2 separate regions of the Cricetulus griseus genome follow, and region 1 is linked to region 2. Evidence: chromatin contacts called from public Hi-C data. All regions are on one chromosome and are shown on one strand. Each heading gives the region's core, a stretch centred on a gene start, on an enhancer-like site or on the middle of the called end of the contact. The rest is flanking DNA. Distances are from core to core; before and after follow the strand shown. Region 1 holds the start of Cables2 (CDK5 and ABL1 enzyme substrate 2). Region 2 holds the start of Mrgbp (MRG/MORF4L-binding protein).

Region 1 (6,292 bases), core at 457-2,956, 310 kb after region 2:
TTTAGTCCTACCCTCTGACAGAAATGACAGTCTCGCCGAGCATTGGTGGCACACGCCTTTAATCCCAGCTCTCAGGAGGCAGAGGCAGGCGGATCTCTGTGAGTTCGAGGCCAGCCTGGTCTCCAGAGTGAGTGCCAGGACAGCCTCCAAAGCCACAGAGAAACCCTGTCTCGAAAAACCAAAAAAAAAGAAAAAAGAAAAAAAGAAAAGAAATGACAGTCTCTGGGAGGGAGCCCTGCGTTTTACTAGAAAAGAAAACTGCCCACCTTACCACTGGCTCCTGCCAGAGGCCAGCTTGGAAAAAGACAGGGAAGAAAAGGAGAGGGCAGGGTAAGTGTAGGGAGAGAGCTCTAGCTCGCCGTTAGTCCCAGCACTCGGGAGGCAGAGGCAGGTGGATCTCTGTAAGTTCGAGACCAGCCTGGTCTACAAGAACCAATTCCAGGACAGCCTCCAAAGCCACAGAGAAACCCTGTGTCGACCTGCGGGCTGAGGCGAGGGGCGTTATCTCTCTCACCGGGTTGGGTCTGAGACTAACCTGGGTCATCGGTTTCTCATGTAAGTGATTTCCACTTAATAAATTACCCATCTATATCCATATCCGGTGTACGGTCATTTGCCTCTACAGGTAAGCCTACCCGTGTAGGGATCAATGGCGGGGGTGGGGTGAGGTGGGGCGGGGTCAGCCTGCCTGAGCCTTGAAAGCAGAGAGGGAACTAGCAGTAAGGACTCTTGTGGGTCACACCACTGATAGATTCTCCTCCAAGCAAAGAAGCCGCTTCCCAGGGTTCCCTGTCCATCAGCCAACTCCACCCCAGCACCGGGTGCAGTAGCCACGGGACCAGAGACCGGAACATAAGGGGGACTTTCCTCTAAAGACTAGGAGTCCACATCGGCTGGGAGCTGGAAAGAGCATACGGTGGCACAACGGGACGGACATACACACACGGTACATAGCCAAAAACTGCAGACTCAAGCCCTGGCCACCGGACCACGGAGGAAACTAAAGGCTGAGCGCCATGCAGACGCCAGGCAACCGGGAAAGTGCCAGCTGTCCTCGGACCGTAGACCGGTCTCCTCTGCAGACAGTGAGGGCGGTCAGGCGGGCCCGCTGGCACCGCCCGGAAGCTGAAGCTGCGGGCTCCGGTGGCTCCGTGGGTGGATGCCCGACCCAGAGGAACCTCTCGGCTCTTAAGAAACAGCCCGGAGGGCAAGTGGCCAGGCCTGGCCCACACCCCGAGTCCGCGGCCCACAATGACCGTTCTCTGCAGGATGCCCCGTACACTGCGTCTGGGCAAGAGAACAGGACACCGGCGCCTTGCAGCCACCGACCTTGCGGTTGAGGGTCCCGTGGCCCCGCGAAACTAACAATCGACAGATGTTAACCACCTCTAGGACCCGGGGGAGCGCCAGAGCAGGACACACCTCGCTAGCCAATGGAAGGGCTCAGCGAAGCTGCATTTGCATGCAGGCGCGCCGCGGCCAATGGGCAGGGAGAATGGAACTATATTTGCATATGGGCGCGCCCCGGCCAATGGGCGGGAGTGACGGGGTGACATTTGCATGCAGGCGCGCCGCGGCCAATGGGCAGGGAGAATGGAACTGTATTTGCATATGGGCGCGCCCCGGCCAATGGGCGGGAGTGACGGGGTGACATTTGCATGCAGGCGCGCCGCGGCCAATGGGCAGCAGCGCGACGGCGCGGCGCGGCGGCGCACTCGAGCATGGCCGCGGCCGCGGCGGGAGGAGCCCCGGGTCCGGCCCCCGGCCCCGCCAGGCCCGCGCCGGCCGCCCGGAACCCGCCGTCCGTGCCGCGGAGGCGCGGGGACTCCCGGCGCCGCCAGGCCGCTCTCTCTTCCTCAATAACATCTCCTGGACGGACGGCCCCCGAGCCTGGGTCCCGGCGGGAGAAGCCCCCGCCGCCGCCACCACCGCCCACCGAGGCCCGCGAGCCGCCCGCGCCCCGCCCGCTCCACCCGGAGGCCTCCCGGGGCTGCCAGGCAGGCCCGCGCCCCAGGGCCTACTCAGCCCCACGACGGCGCCCGCCGGCCTCGGCCTAGACGGGCAGCGCCAGAGGTGAGTGGGCTGGGCGGGGCGGGCTGCACGCTGGGGTTGGGGTGGCCTAGAGGCCCGGCCCGCACGCCCGGTGCGTGACCTGTGGGCTTGGCAGCCAGGCACAGGTTAGGTAGTGAGCCGAATCCTTCCTCCCGGCTCACAGGGTGGTTGACCTGTGGGCTCGGCAGCACAGAGCACAAGGGTTCCGGTAAGCCACGGGCTCGGCGGACCTGGCCGTGGTTGGGGTAAGGTGGATCCATTCACCCGGCACCCAAGACATAAGGGGTCAGAGGTGGCCCCAGGGTCCATCACCCACCCCAGCATGCATGAGTCAGAGCGCCTGGTAGTCCTATCTGCCCTTGACTTGGGCTGAGATGATCTGGCAGCATCAGTCCAGAATACAGGAGACAAAATTTGGGGTTAAATGGAGCCTTGTCAGCCCGTGTCACAGAGTTGCAGTGTCCTGAAGCTTGTCAGCCGCCAGGTACAGGGAATACTTCCATTAAAGCCGTCAGATCCTGGTTATGGGGTCAGTTCTTCACCTTCAGAGTTCCCTCAGCTTAACTGACTTTAGACACACCCCTCCCTGTCCATTCTATCAGTACCCTAAGCACTGGAACTCGCAAACACTTTTATGTGCTGTGTGTCGGCCTCAGCTTGTGGGCCAGGGTCTGTTCTCAGCCCTGTATACCCGGCCAGACCTTCCTCCCTGCCATGCCACAGCTGCTGGACAGAGGACCTCTGCACTGGGTCGTTTCTGAGGACTCCTCAGCCTAACCCAGGGCAGCTTTTATTGCTAACCACTGCCCTGCCCCACCCCACCCCCGGACTGTGCCCACACCCCAGTGTCCACAGCTACCAGGTACCAAGTGGGTCTCAGCCTTCTCAGCCCCCTCTGACAGTCTCAGTCTTCACCTGAAGAGTGACAATAGCAGGCAGCTCTAGCCATTGTGGTCCCTTCTGGGCAGGGCCCACTACTATAGGGCAGAGCTCCTGCCAGGTAGCTCCCAGGTGTGGGAAGCCCTGGGCAAGTCTAGCATGGGTAAGCTGTAGACTCACAGTGTGGAGGTGCCTCCCACGTCTGTGATGGGGAAAAGTTACCTGACATCTGACCCTGCATCACATGTCTGTGTGGCCAGGAGGGCCTGAACTTTCTGTGGTCACCACCTTAGCCTGTAGGATCTCCACCGGACATAGAAGGATCCACTGGGGATAAGGGTCATTTTGTCCCAGAGTGTTAGCTGGACCCCTTGTGAAGAGCAGAACTGAAGATCAGTCTGAAGTTTTCGTGGGTCAGGCTCCCTTTGCTAGCTCCTCCAATGAGCCATCTCCTACCCTCCCAGTTCTGCTTTCCTTCATTCTGACATCCTCGCTACCACCCACAACTACAATTGCCTGTGGCAGATGTCTTTTTCTTCTTGGGCTCTGCTTACAAGTTCTTGGCACTGCCCTGGAGTTGTTATCCTTCCTCTCATGGGCACAGGCCCTTAGGAAGAGGACTGTCTACCCTCTCTCAGCTCCCGTCCTGTGGCTAGGAGAGACAGTAGTGGCTGGCCTGTTAAAGGGGGCTACTGGCCCCCAGATTTAGTGCCCTGATCTGTTTGTGTTTTTTATTTTATGTGCGTTGGTGTTTTGTCTGCATGTGTGTCTGTGTGAGGGTGTCGGATCCTCTGCAGCTGGAGTTACAGACAGTTGTGAGTTGCCCTGTGGGTGCTGGGATCCAAACCTGGGTCCTCTGGAAGAGCAGCCAGTGCTCTTATCCTCTGAGCCATCTCTCCACCTGATCTGTTGTTTTTTAAGATGCAAAACCCTAGAGTTCCTGAAGGCTGTGTCACAATGAGTACAGACCAGCTTTCTGCCATCCAGAAGCTCTGTGACCTTGAGCACCTAATGGGTCTCTTGGAACCTCAGTCTCCCCCTCTGCAATGGGCTGACATGAAGCCTTTCTCCTTGAGGTCCCAGGATCCTAAAGACTCAGGAAAGTGACAACTGTTATAACTTGGGGCTCCCAACAGCGTTTCTAGCTAGTGACGGAATCACCGCTAGTTTTCTGCATGGGGCTTTAGGCACTGTTATTGTCTTTTTTTCCTGCATGTCTGGCAGTCAGCCCATCTCTAGAATCTATGGTCAGGTTTGAAGCATTGCATTCCAGCTAACCTCATCTGCTGCTGCCTCTTGCCTAGAAAGCCTGTGTATGCACCTCAAGAGCCATGGTGACAAAGGACACAAACCTGGTAGCCCTTCCCCTAGCTCAGGATGCCAGTCACTGGGGGTCAGGCTGTAGCCTGGGGGTGCTTCTAAGGCCTGGGGTGCCCTGCAGCTTATGCTGTGTTCAATCTCCTTGCTTCCATGTGTGTCCTCACAGACTTTTCCTGACCTTCTTTTGCCTTGGCCTCTTCTTAGACTGTCTCTAGCTAAGACCCCTAACACAGGCTAGGTTTTTGATGGATCTTTTTGGGGAACTACTTCAACTCACAACAGCCCTGCATTGTATCTGCCACAGAAATGAGGGGGAAGGGAAAGTCCCCACAGGCAAATGACTTTGCAAATTTCAGCCTAATGCTCCCACCATCAGGAGAACTGGGCATAGCCTAGAGGCAGGAGGCTGTACTCTGCTTTGATCTGGAAGAGGAGCCTAGGCCAACCCTAACTAGCCACTGAGCCATTTAAACAGCCCCTGAGCCACTTAGCATCCATTAATTAGTCTGTGCCCAGCATCTGTCCACTGGTGGGGCTAAAAACCACTGGAGTAGTCAGTTCTCTAGGACAGCCAGGCACCTGCCCCTGCCCTGAGGCCCCGCTCTTTCTCTGTGAAGCTGCTAGATCACAGGCCCCTACATGGAGTGCTGGGACCAGGTGCCTTTGCTTTGCCTAAGACTAAGTGAGACTCACCAGGAGACCATGGGGCTTTTAGCTTATTCGCTTGCTTTTTAGCAGATATGGTTCTGCGATGAGCCAAAATGATGTTCAGGCAGAGGGGAGAGAGCCCTGAACACCTGATGAGACTGCTGCCACCTGTACTTCCTTGGCAGGGGAGGCTCTCAGGCCCTGAGCATGCTGCTCCTCGCTGGGGCTGCCCTCAGCCTGTCGTGTGGCAGGTGGCTCCTGAGTCTGCCCCAAGACTGCAGAGACCATTTACTCTCCTTGCATCCCTAATGGGGACAGAATCTCAGCCACTGGGAGGTGGTCCTGCCTAGACCTCTCCCCATCTCCCAAGCTACCAAGTAAGGAAGCCTGTCGCATACCAGAAGATGGTTTAAGGTCTGTAATCAGGTTGCAGGTACTGACTGAAGAGCAGCGGTGGAATCCCTTGGCAGCAAGGTTGCTAAGGGGTAGTTCTGAGCTGAGTTAGTTCAGCAGAACTGATACATGGGTAAGCCTTCTTAGCCTCCTCCCTCTCTCTCCTGACCCCTGACCTCTTCTTCCCAGGTCACATGTCATGCCACCATGCACATAGAGCTAGGGTAGACACTGTCCTGTATAAATAGGCAACTTGAAGAGCTGAGCCCAGGTCTGCTCAGCTTGGGCTTATCGAGTTGTCGGGGGAATGTCAGCAGAGGCAACAAAGTCTAGGTTGCTCTCCAGTGTTCTTCTTTGTTGTTTGGCTTTTAGCTGTTTTCAAGTTGAGGTGCCAGGGATATGTGAACAGTACATGGAATCTGAGTGTGTCGCTCCCCATGTCTGTTTGTGGACCTACACCATACATGGCCACCATTCACTCCGCAGAACAGCCCCTAGGTTTCCTCACTCCCTCCTCAGCCATCTCCTGACTAAGACACCTTTTGTCACGTAGGGTGTCATACCTGAGTGTCAGTCACACAGACACCCCACATGTCTATCTTCTGCTGAAAAGCACAACTGTTACTGCCCGTGGGGTCAGTTAGGGCAGACTGTGAGGTGTGTCCTGTCTTGTTTATTAACCACAGGGTCTGCACTAGACGAACTTGGCTCATCCTCAGAGTAGCTGAGCTGTGGGCATGGGCCTCTTCCTCTCTGTCCCGCTGTTTGATTTCAGATCGAATGGCTCTATACCTCAGTGTCCCTACCTGAAACTGAGTATGAGTAGTGCTCCCTGGTACAATTCCGAGGATTGATTTACAAATAGCATGCTTGTGAGGGGAGAGAAAGCCACAGGGAACGAGATGTTGGGCCAACTGGGAACACTTCACAAGCTCCTGAGGGAGCACACCATTCCTAGAGAGACCATAAAGTGGCCATGAAGGGCAGATCTGCCTCAGCT
Region 2 (6,177 bases), core at 1,806-4,305:
GCCTCCTTCAGAGGACAGTGAGGGCGGTGTCTTATTGCTTGTGACTCTCAGTCCTCTGGTCCCATGCACCTGCTCCTCTCCACACACTGTGGGCACAGCGGGAACCAACCAGGAGAAAGCAAGAGGTTGGTCAGAGGCTTCACCATCCAAGCGGAGAGGATGCTGGTCTTGTGGACCAGTCAGGTGCTCGGATGGTCTGATGACACAGGAGAAGCCCCCACTAGCATCTCTGCCGGATGGTCACATTCACCCGGGAACCTGAGAACAGGCAGTGAGGGCTTGCAGCATTAGCGCATCTCTGTGGCACCTGGGGCTGAGGTGTCTATGTTCGGCGCCTCTTGGCAGCACTGGGGCTGGAGGGATTGCTGTTGGCAGTCAGGACCTTGTCAGTGACCCGGCTGCGCTTCCGCTTGTCTGCCCCGTCTTTGCACCCCAAGTCTGAGGAGTTCTTCTCCTTGTCTTTGCTGGATTTTTCTAATGCTTTCCCCAAGCTCCCTGAAGATGAAAAAACTGAGAAACAAAATCATTTGGCTGAAGACAAAATATACACAAACTCATTTTTTTTTCCTGTTCAGCTAGATAATGAGATATACATCAGGCTCTCTGCACCTAATGTTACCCTGGGTGGGAGTCCTGTGAAGCTTGGGCTATAAGAGACGCCTCATCTCCCTAGGGGTCTCCTGTCTGAGCACACTTGATGCTCCCAGGTTTGGCCTTGGTCTCAGTGAAGGGACAGCTGAATGCTTGGCCCCTTCCAGGCCTTCAGGGGCCCTCCTGCCTGAGGTGAGCTCATCTCTAAGTGGACCCTCCACCCCTCTGACTCCACGGCTTCCTGGTCCCATTCCGCCTGAGGCGTGCCACGCTTACCGTCATCAGCCCCACTGTGGGGGTCCACATCCTCCTTCATCTCCTCCTTCATCTCCTCTTCAATGACCACTTTTCCTGTGGAGGAGACAGCTGCCGTTCACTGGAAACCCACGGTGGTGGCCAGCGTTGGGGGATGGTCTGGCCATGACTGCTTCCGATTCTCGCTGCCCACACAGGCCTCGGCGTCCATCACGAGATGGCATCCATCAGGAGACTGCCTTTGAGCACCGCTCTCCCCAGCCCTTGGTTCCCAAAACCTCCCGGGTGCCACTGGATGTGGGGTCTGAGCAGGATCCTTACACCTCCCTGGAGGCCCCAGACCTCCCCACCTTTGGCCTGGTCCGGCTTTTTTAATCCCCAGCCCCGATGGTGGCCGAGTCTCACCTTCTCGGACCTCTTGAATGATCTCATCTGGAAGGACAAAGTTCCTCTCTGGATTTGGGAATGGGAGAATCTCAGACTCGTGCTGCCGGCACAAAGCAGTTTTGGTTTTTTTTTTGTATTTTTGAGAAACAGAAAATGGTATCAGCTCACTAAGATGCACAGGAGGAGCAGGCTGGAGGCTGAGCTGGTAGGGTTCCTGGCTCTAGCTTGCAGAGTCTACTGCAGCTGGGCTTTTCAAATGAGGGAGGGCCAGGCTAGCACCAGCCCAACAAAGCCAGAGAAAAGGACCAGGCGCGTGCCACCCAGAGGAAACTGGCAACATGTCAGCCCCGCTGATGTGCATACCAGGAACTGACCTGGCTCACCACTGCAGTATTCCCACCAGGACAATGTTCCCCAGGTGCACCATGACCACAGGCACCTACAGCTCCACCTATCCTGGTACTGAAGTTACACTGCCTGTCAGACACTATAGACAAATCTGCCCAGCTTGGTTACTAGTTACCCTGCATACCTGTCACACATTGCCAGCTCTCCAAACCAGTTACACAGTCACCCATCAGACAGCGCTACCTCTAAGCTCTACAAAGAGGACTACATCTGGCTCCCACAGGGGTATCCAGTGCACCTCAATGGGACTCAGATGGGGTCAGCCTCCACCTAGAGCGCTCGGGACCTCTTACTACTTTACACTGAGGCTGATGCTATTCTCTGGCATCTCAGCAGCCAACTATCTATCTCCCTGGAAGACTTCTTGTGGCCACCCCAGATCTAAAGCAAAAGTGGTCAGAGACCATCACTAGTTAGTGCTTTCCACAGCAGGACTTGGGCTTTCCTGAGGAAGGGCCTCATCTACTGAGATCACTTCTTCTCTGCTCTGCATAGTGAACCCCACGTGACCGGTGGGCTCTGTCTTGTACTACCACAGATGATCCTAGGAAGACAGGATGTGGGTGGGACCCGTCTCCACCTTCAGCCCCAAAGCGGTGAGCCACGGTCCAACTCACCAGTGCCTGCATGTCATACATAGTGCTCAGATGGTCCCAGATGACCTTGGATGGGACCTGGCGCCCAATATTCTGGCTGAACTTGTCTCGAATACAAATCATGTGGAAATGTCGATTCACCCCTGAGAGGCAGGACAGTGGGTTAGGGGTTAGGGCTGCATCTCTGTGCAGACAGCATGGACGTTGGAGGGGCAGGGGTATGAAATGGCAGGTGGGGGTGTTGCAGGAGTCAGGTGTCAAAGAGGATAGAGGTGTCAGGAGGCAAGTGGGTGTCCCAGGGGCAAGTAAGTATACAGTAGGCGGGTCCGGGGCAAGGGGGGCTGCAGAGGCGGGGACTGTGGAGGCGGTCCCTGGGGTAGGAGTGTCTCAAGGGCAGGGAAGTCAGGGGCGTCCCCCGGGAGAGGGCTTCTCGGGCAGGAACGTCATGGGGTCTTGGACTAACTGGGCACTCCGAAGTGGGAGGTCCCGTCTCGGGTGAGGTCGCAGGCTCCGCCCGCCCGCGCTCGCCCGCCCGCCCGCCCGTTTACCCGCCCCACCCCCATGCGGGTGCGCGGCTCGCCGCGACGCTCACCGACAGGCTTGTGGCCCAGCATGGCGTGGAAGAGGCACACCTCCACCTCAGGGCTCCACACTACCGTTTCCTCAGCAGGGCTCGGGGCTGCCTCGCCGGGGCCCTTGTCGCCTGGGGCGCCCGTGCCGCCCACCTCGGCCTCCCCCATGGCCGCGGGCGAGCCACAAGCGTCCGGCGAGAGAAGGGTTGCTACAGGCTCCGCGCAGGCGCACTCGGTGTGGAGGGCGCGCGCTAGCTGGGCTCCGGATCGCCGCGTATCCGCGTCCGCGCAGGCGCAACAAAGGCTGGCTTCCGGTGCCGGCACGCCCCCTGGTGGTCAGCCCTTTCCCTGCCTCCGGCTCTGGCCAGAGAGGGAGCTGGCAGAAACCTTAGCTTTAAAAGAACACCGCACTCCTTTAATCCTAGCGTTCTGGAGGCAGAGGCAGGAGAATCTCTGAGAGTTCCAAGTCAGTCAGTCTACATGGCATGATACACACGCCCCTAAGTTAAATATGTTAAAAAGATTCAGGCTCTCCCCCTGCCAGTAATAAATCATACAGTGTGTAAATTACATCTCAGTAAAGTTGTTTGTTTGTGTTTTAAAGCCAGGGGCTAGTGAGATGGCTCATCCAATAGAGACGCTTGTGCACAAGCCTGATAACTGCAGCCTCACCCCTGGATCCTGCAGGGGGCAGGAGAGAACCAAGTCGACCCTCTATATCCATACCATTGTGTATGTGTGTGTGTACACACACACACACACACCATAAATAAGTAAAAATAAAAGCCTGACAACCACAATTTGTAGAATTGAGGCTCTTATCATCTCAGAATGGCCCTGGCCTGGTTGCTCATGACAGTCCCAGAGTTCGGTGCTTCCTTGGCATCTGGGTCCTGCTGGCCTTGCCATCTACTTCTACCTCCGTACTGTCCCCACAGTTGAGCTCCACCAGAAGTGGGTTGGTGATGAATTCAGACAGGTGTTAGTTTCTGGTCTGGCCACTGAAGAGGCCTAACTTAACATCAGTGCAGCCATGACAGGCTGCAGGCTAACAATACTGGCACTAGGCCTCATTCTTAAAATAACCAGGAAAAACCACAGACTGTACCCTGCAGGGGACCAATCAAAATTGAGACAAACAAATACTAGATGCTTCAGAACACTAAGAATAGCTTACCTAACTTGTATATAGGTTGACAATTTCCTTGCAGCAATGCCTGCACCAATCCCTGTTTGACAGGATTTCTGTTGCCTCACTCCTGCCCAATCTGGAGTTTAGCCCCGATCTGAAGCCAGAATTCCCTTACACCCCATCCTTTACTCCTTAAAAAACCCGCCATAGCTAAGCTCAATGTTCTTCCTGATCCAACCACCCTGTTGGAACGGATGGAGAGCCCAACCTGGAGCTTGCAATAAAGGCTCTTTGCTTTTGCATAGGAGCTCAGACTCCTGGTAGTCTCTTGGGGACTAATGACTCTGGTATAACAGCCACAACGCCACACTGGATTGGGTGGGGCCAAGTGCTGGGCAGAGCAGTCTACACAAGAATGTGGTCTCTCCTTGAGGTCTGAACCACCCCAGTTGCCACCCGTACAGGTGTCTCTATCATTCATCCCTCATCTATGCCCTCCATGTTCAGGCTTCAGAATCCCTTTCCTGACTGCTGCCTCTCAGCTGTGGCCTTGGAATCCAGTTCTGACCCTGTACCTGTCCCTCATTCAGGCCTGTAACCAGACCATGCTCACAACAGTGAGTAGGGCACTGTGGAGGGTGCAGGCTCTGGCCAGCCTCATTGTCTGGGACAGCTCAGGGCTCAGAGCCAGTCAGCCGTCTGTGGCTGGCTTCAGCTTTCCATTGTGGAGGTAGGTTGGTGAGGAGAGTCCCAACAGTGCCATGGGGGAGATGTAGCCCAGTGGGGCCTGGGATCACAGCTGTCACATGGAGTTATGATTCCCCCAGGGCCTGTGACCTTGTCTTTGTCTGTCTGGCATCCAGAACTTGACTTAATTACTGTAAGGCTGAAGTGAAGCATAATATACCTACCACCTGGGACCTGCCATGGTGCAAGTTCCCAGGCTGAGACCCAGCATACCTTAAGTGCCCAGGAGCAGTGTTCAGAATAATATACTGGTTATTCTCCAGATATCTGGGTGTGGGGGACCTTGCTGCTGACTGCTTCTGGCTCTGGTTCATCGTGGTCTCAACCCTACCAGGTAGGATCTTGTTTCAAGTGCCTCCTTCCACAGGGAGCTTCTTCCCTTGTGTAACCCTCGGCCTCCTCTAATCTAGCTGGTCCTCTGTTCTATGTGGTTTGTATGTACCATGGCACTGAGACCACATCCCACCGGCGTGATATCTGCAAACACCTACCTGACTGTCATTCCAGATATATCCTGGAATGTGTGACTGCAAATCAGACTTGATGCCTGTAGACAGGTTGAGTGTTTTAGGAGAGGAGAATGTCTTCATTCTTTCCTTCTGTGAAGCCTTGGCAGGTCTCTGCAGAATGGACTCTATGCCAGGTAATAGCAAGAGGCTAAGCACTGAGGTCAGCATCTAGGACTCTATCTACTGTCTCATGAGCCAGCTGACTTTCTGTTTTCATGAACAGAAGACACATCTGGAGCCAGATACATACATAGTCGAATCTCATGAATTTATTTTTTGAAAATGGAAAAGACCCACTTTAAAAAATTATCTTTATTTTATGTATGTGCATTGGTGTTTTAGCTGCATGTATGTCTGTGTGAGGGTGTCAGATCCCCCAGAGCTGGAGTGACAGACAAGTGTGAGCTGCCACGCCGATGCTAGGAATTGAACCTGGGTCCTCTGGAAGAGTAGTCAGTGCTCCTAACCTCTGAGACATCGCTCCAACCCCTCAACCCCATGGATTTATAGCTCTCTCATTATTGCTTTCTAACGAGCTTTAGTGAAACTACTAGCCCTTTATCTCGTGTGTGCTCCTGCAGCCTGTTTTCTGGTGTTCAACAAGTCATCCCAATAGGCAGCTTTAAAGTGAATGCATATCTGTTGGGAGCTGAGAAGCTCCTTCTGCAAGGGTCCCTTTGACCTGGAGCAGGTGTCTGGGTAGCACTTCACTCACTTGTGGAAATCAATGGTGAGCTTTGCACACACTTGTATTCTCTGTGAGGTCTTCAGGCAGTTCCTGGGGGCCAGGACTGTGACTAGCTTTGTAGCATGGCTGCCTATTTCACAGATGGGATTAGCATATAAAGTGGTATCTGCTGGTGGGTGCGCTAGCCAACTGGTCAACCCTTTTCTTATTTGTTGGGATCCCTGCTGCTCAAGCTGGGGAGATGACTCAGAGAGATGGCTCAGAGGTTAAGAGCACTGACTGCTCTTCCAGA

The links. Hi-C and Micro-C count contacts between places; a contact is called where the count stands out from the background.
Region 1: a contact with region 2 is called in a Hi-C map of the CHO-K1 cell line, with 5 times the contacts expected there. The contact joins the promoter of Cables2 here to the promoter of Mrgbp in region 2. A contact is called at or near these places in 5 of 8 Hi-C or Micro-C datasets (the CHK-Q cell line, the CHL-YN cell line, the CHO-K1 cell line and 1 more).

What each region holds. Positions count from the first base shown.
Region 1 is chr6:1,668,213-1,674,504 of CriGri-PICRH-1.0, forward strand. Cables2 (CDK5 and ABL1 enzyme substrate 2) reads left to right here and starts at 1,707. Exons shown (of 14, transcript XM_027419889.1): 1 at 1,707-1,848; 2 at 1,851-1,865; 3 at 1,868-1,903; 4 at 1,906-1,956; 5 at 1,959-2,073. The coding sequence starts at 1,722.
Region 2 is chr6:1,356,808-1,362,984 of CriGri-PICRH-1.0, forward strand. Mrgbp (MRG/MORF4L-binding protein) reads right to left here and starts at 3,056. Exons shown (of 5, transcript XM_027419898.2): 1 at 2,830-3,056; 2 at 2,259-2,380; 3 at 1,252-1,333; 4 at 868-942; 5 at 1-510. The coding sequence starts at 2,977. The coding sequence ends at 323.